Linked DNA regions of Hordeum vulgare: region 2 is linked to region 1. Evidence: chromatin contacts called from public Hi-C data. All regions are on one chromosome and are shown on one strand. The core of a region is the stretch at or near the end of the contact, and the rest is flanking DNA. Distances in the headings are between cores, read along the strand shown. Region 1 holds the start of LOC123444861 (auxin transporter-like protein 1). Region 2 has its middle 120 kb from the start of LOC123444861.

What was found. A called contact is a pair of places that touch in the nucleus more often than the background predicts.
Region 2: a Hi-C map of leaf shows a contact between it and region 1, with 3 times the contacts expected there. The contact joins the enhancer-like site here to the promoter of LOC123444861 in region 1. A contact is called at or near these places in 4 of 6 Hi-C or Micro-C datasets (leaf and seedling) and 1 of 1 datasets of contacts at active chromatin or transcription factors (embryo).

The regions. Positions count from the first base shown.
Region 1 is chr3H:543,450,010-543,452,709 of MorexV3_pseudomolecules_assembly, reverse strand. LOC123444861 (auxin transporter-like protein 1) reads left to right here and starts at 1,273. Exons shown (of 7, transcript XM_045121727.1): 1 at 1,273-1,728; 2 at 1,892-2,171; 3 at 2,271-2,456. The coding sequence starts at 1,971.
Region 2 is chr3H:543,565,698-543,568,397 of MorexV3_pseudomolecules_assembly, reverse strand. No RefSeq gene overlaps it. Among protein-coding and RNA genes, the nearest start is that of LOC123444861, 120 kb to the right of the region's middle. Within about 2 kb of position 1,432, at least 3 of the 3 cell types and tissues checked have open chromatin away from gene starts, as enhancers often do. A contact at or near this core is called in leaf and seedling, where this site is marked.

The sequences.
Region 1 (2,700 bases), core at 24-2,523:
ATTTTAGAGAGCCCTATCCCTATGGACTCCACCTTGGTACAATAGACCCCACTAAACTAAGAGTATGCAAGTACAATTAGATGAAGAACAGCACAGCATGAAGGAAAATATGATGAATAGTATACTTAGGGCCTGTTTGGGACCGCTCTGCTTCATCAAAATCAGTTCCGCTTCATCAAATCGACATTAGAGCAGTTTTATATAGGAGTTGCAACCATTTCAAGAGAATGTTTGACTCTCATTTAGCTCCAGCTTCACGAATGGAAAAATTGGTGGAAATGATCTATTTGATTGGATGAGAGATAAGAAACGAAGGGGTGTCTACTTATTGGTGACGGTGGTGGGTAATTTTCTTCCAACTCCAGCTTCTATAATTTTATGAAGCACCTCCTAGAGAGCTTTACAAAAAACAAAGAGTTGGACCCCAGATTCTAGTTTTTTTCGAAGCAGTATATCGTGGAGCTACCCCGTTTGGCTTACGTTTTCTAGAGCGGAGCTGAATTTTCTGAAGTAGAGCAGTTCCAAACAAGGCTTTTAATGATGGTTTTTTTTCGTTGAAAATTTAATGGTCATCTGATGAACCAAATCCACTAACACTCATACCCCGTATTATTACCGAAGAACGGACGTACGGCCTGCGCTGTCCAAGCAAGCCAGGCTCGTACACCACATCATATGATCCCCTGCCGGCGGCCGGGCCCCGGGCTCACCCACCCACCCACCCACCGGGAGATGCGCGAAATTCAATCCAGCGTCAGTCAGCCATGAGTAGTTTCAGTACACACACAACACAAAACCGTCAGATGTTCTTCTTTCGCACTCCCATCTCTGAGCAAAATAAAAATAAAGGAAGGGATCCAGCAGCAGGCAAGGAGGGAGGGAGCGGAGACTTTTGACACGATGCCAGCAGTTAATACGGCCTCTCCTCACAGCGGCAGCCTCTGTTCCTGCCGTTGCTTCCAACGCTGCTACACTCCTTCTCCCCCCTCGGCGAGGTGAGTTTTTTAATCCCATCAAGTCACCGCCATAAAGAAGACCCACGTCGGTCGACCGAGATTTTATTACCGCTCCCACCCACACTCCCCTCTTTCCACTGCACCCACGCAGAGGGGAGGAGGAGAAGAAGAAGAAGAAGAAGAAATTAAAGAAAGAATAGACAAAATGGAAGAGAAGGGCAAAATGCAAAAGGGGGGTGAGAAAATCAGGGGGGAAAGTGGGGCGTTGGAAACGAACGCCGGGCCGGGCCGAGCAGAGTTGTTATAAAGCCGCAACTTGTTCCCTTCCCCCTCCCTCCCCATCTGCCTGCGCTCCTCCTCACTCTCTCTCTCTCCGCCCCGCCGGATCGCCCGCCGGCCGACCTCTCACTCTGTCTACACCATCACCTACGAGCTAGGGGTGGTAGGCTACGAGCCCGCAACCCTGCTCCGTGTAGCACACCATTACTTGCTCCATCATAAAGGAAGCAGAGAGCAGGGGAGGGGAGACGGAAGAAGCAGGGAGAGCTCTGCGGCCGTACCTTCACCCGGGCGGCGCGGCGGCCACCACCCCCACGCTCCTAGCTAGCTACCCAGCCACTGTAGCTGCGAGCGAGCAGAGAGGCAGAGAGGAGGCCACTCCCTCATCAATCGCACAGTAAATTCCTGGGCACCCTGCATTCACTCACTGCCCCGTCCGTCCGGCCGGCCGCGATCTCCACATCTTCTCTCCTCCTCCACCCCGCCAGAAAAGGTTCGTCTCCCTTCTCTTCTCTCCTCTTGGTGGTGCCGGTGTTTGAGAGGCCGCCGCCCCCGTTTCGTTTTTATATATATTGGCCTCTCGCGCTCGTATTGGGCGGAAGAGTCCGTGTGTGTGTGCTCTGCCGTGCCGTCCTCCTGGATCTTGATCCAACCAGGCCTCTGCCCTGCTTCGTCCGTACACAGCACATCGCAGCCGCGTGGTGGTGAGAGAGAGAGAACGGGAGAGAGGCGAGGATGGTGCCGCGCGAGCATGGGGAGGAGGCGATCGTGGCGGACGGGCACGGCAAGGAGGAGGAGGTCGGGGTGATGGGCGTGAGCAGCGGCGGCGCGGACGGCGACGAGGAGCAGCACGGCGGCGGCAAGTTCAGCGTCACCAGCTTCCTCTGGCACGGCGGCTCCGTCTGGGACGCCTGGTTCAGCTGCGCCTCCAACCAGGTACGTACGTACGTCTTTCCGAGCATCGATCGGCATGATGGCGAAGAAGACGACGATGGCGATGATGATGGTTTACTGACGAACGGAAACGGGTTGCAGGTGGCTCAGGTGCTGCTGACGCTGCCCTACTCCTTCTCGCAGCTGGGGATGCTCTCGGGCATCCTGCTGCAGCTCTTCTACGGCTTCCTGGGCAGCTGGACCGCCTACCTCATCAGCGTCCTCTACGTCGAGTACCGCTCCCGCAAGGAGAAGGAGGGCGTCAGCTTCAAGAACCACGTCATCCAGGTACGCACCCCTCTTCCTTCATCCCTAATAACGGATTGCAGTTTCCGGCTTCACCAAGCGGCCACGCCTTTCACTTCTCTTCTCTTCTCTTCTCTTCTCTTCTGTCGGCCCTGGCTGCAAAAACACGAAAAAAATGCTCTCCTTTCCCTTTTCCCCGAATGAGAAAACAAAGCAGAAAACCTCCTCGGGTTGCTTGCGGAACGGAAAGTGTGAACCGCATCCTTAATCCTTCCCTTTTAGTCGC
Region 2 (2,700 bases), core at 183-2,682, 120 kb before region 1:
CTTAAACCGATCTTAAACACTCAGACTGAGCGACACCCTCATTTTCAGACCAAATATGGAGCGGATATAAGAGTAAACAGCCAAGTCTGCCACGTCGGACCCGACAACCCAACCCTACTTCAAATTGCACCAAACGCCCCAAATTTTTCCTCCTCCTCCGGCCGATCACCAACAATTCCTGTGCGTGACCCCTCGCCGTCCAGCTTCCTTACTCTCCATCCTCATCACCTGTCCCGATCCGCCGTCGTGATGTCTTCCACCCCGGCCCTGACCGCTGCGACAAATACACATTCTGCCTCGTCCGTCGGCGACCCTTCCTTCACTTCGTCTTGCAAGCCGAAGAACATCGCACGTAAGCTCCACTGTGGCCGACAGTGACAAAGGGAGTTGGCCGCGCAGGTACATGCGGGCGTCATCGACGAGATGTCTTTCCCGCGTGTCGGGCTCCCCTCACCCCATCCGCGCAAGCGTCGGCATGGGTTATGCTGTCCGGCACCGTCGAGACCGAGGATGAGGATGAGACGGCCGGGTGGACCCTTTCGGAGAGCTTTTCGGCAACGCAGCAGCCGTCGGTCCATGAGTGTGAGTCCCCGCAGCTCGTTCGGGAGCGGGTGAGCACGGGCAACCCCACAGTCTGGGCTGCATTTGACATTTTCAACAAAATGTCTCAACACGACCGGATAAGTTTGCTCGTGTCTGATCTACTGATTAGCTTGAGAAGGAGAGGTTGCAACTCTCATCCGACGTGGAGGATGCAAAAATCATGCTCGCGGATGAATCCACTTAGGATGAACATGTCAAAAAATGTCTTGTGGACAAGAAAAAGAAGATCAATAACCGTAGAGCGTTGAAAGCGGCCACACAGGCTACGGCTGCGGCAGCGGAGCAGGCGGCCATGATGCAGGCGGAGGAGGTAGCCCAAATGTAGACGGCGATAGTTGCGAGGATGCACACGGAGGTGGATGCGCAAGCGGAGCAGGACGCATGGAGGAGCAGGACGCATGGACGAACTCGTCGGATCAGTGATCCGACAACACTTGTCGGTCGGACATTAATTTTATTTTGGCATTTCCCTTTGATTGAACTATGATATCAATTGCTTTTGTTTACAATTGTTGAATTCAAACAATTTGTATCGAATGATTGACGTGCATGGCTTTGTACGAATTTGATAGTCCGAATATAAGGTATGTGGATATACAAAGCAAAATAGAAGGACCGTCCGAACATGTCCGCGGACGTATAGGTGGTCGGATTTGCCTAGGCTGTTGATGCTCTTAATATTATGAGACTGAGGGAGTAATATTTTATACTCATTCGTACATTTTTTTTTTCGTTACGAAACAAAACAGATGGGGTGGAGATACAGGCCAGCGCGTACGCGTACGGGGAGCTAAAAGGAAAGACGACGCACCAAGGCGACAAAACCCGTATGGGCGGGGCGAGAGGGGCCGACGCGGCCGCGTCGCCGGGCATGGCTGGCTAGCTTCGTGTATCGGGGTCGGGGACCGGACGGCCACCGTCTCCTTTTCCTTATCATAATAATTATAAGTTGTTTTTGCACTTGGTTCCGTCCTAGATTCCTACCAATCGCCTCGTCCCCCAGGTTAGGCTCCAAGCTTCGTGCTTATCCGCCTCATGTCAATTCATCGCCTAATCAAGTGTTTTTTCTCATCGTTCATGGAGGGGAAATAAGTGCTTTTGGTTAACCACCAAAGGAGCAATATGTTTTGCGATATCCATGCCCATGTCTACGTACAAAATCATCGACAGCTCGCCGTGGCAGCTTGCGGCGTATGCTGCATGCGCCCGCCCATGGCCGGCCGGCCAGCGATCACGGTGGCTGGCTACATGCTGCGCGCACGTACGCACGCATGGCGTACGTGGTGATGCAAGTCTCTTTCGGTCGGGTGTCGAGGGCCCGTGGGGAGAATCCGATCAAGGAATTGAGCCGATTCCGTGGAAAAAAGGCTCTGAAACTAGGGAGGATATGGACCCATGCATGCATATCTCGTTCCCAACCCAAGAAGCATAATTTTGGTCTTATAATTTCCTCTCTTTTTCCAGGCTAAAGGGCTGATGCCTAGATGCCTAGCTGCCCGCTTGGGTTCATCGCGGTTGATCGACTTGTTCCATTCATATACGGATCTTACTGATTCCGGGTACTAAATTTTGTCAGTGTGGGAAACGAGCGAGATTAATAATGTTACAAGATGATATGGAATTTTCCTGCGAAATAAAAATATGAAATGATGGTATAGAGTCGCATGCAGACTCTCTAGATGGAGAATGGCGAGAATATTACTCCACTATGGGTAGATATGCTGGTACCAATGAAAATCCTTGATTTGATATAAAAGTTTGATGTCTGCTTCTCTCTAAGAAAAAGTTTGATGTGGAAGGAAAAAATGATGTAGCTATCAGTTGTCAATTTAGGTTGTGTTTGGTTCATCTTTTTTATCGACTTCTCCTTTCAAAAGCTAAAAGCTACCTAAAGGGGTAATTGTTCAAAACAGTTTTTGAGAAACAATACCTTCTTCCTAGTGTAAATTTCAAAGCTTCCAACTTTTCAGCTTTTAACTTTTCCACAACAGTTTTTCGCAACAACTTTTTTAGAATTTGCATCTCAATCAAATACATCCTTAGTGTCTCCACGCGAATCAATCTATGTTTGGATGGTTAAAGGGACTGCGGTATCCC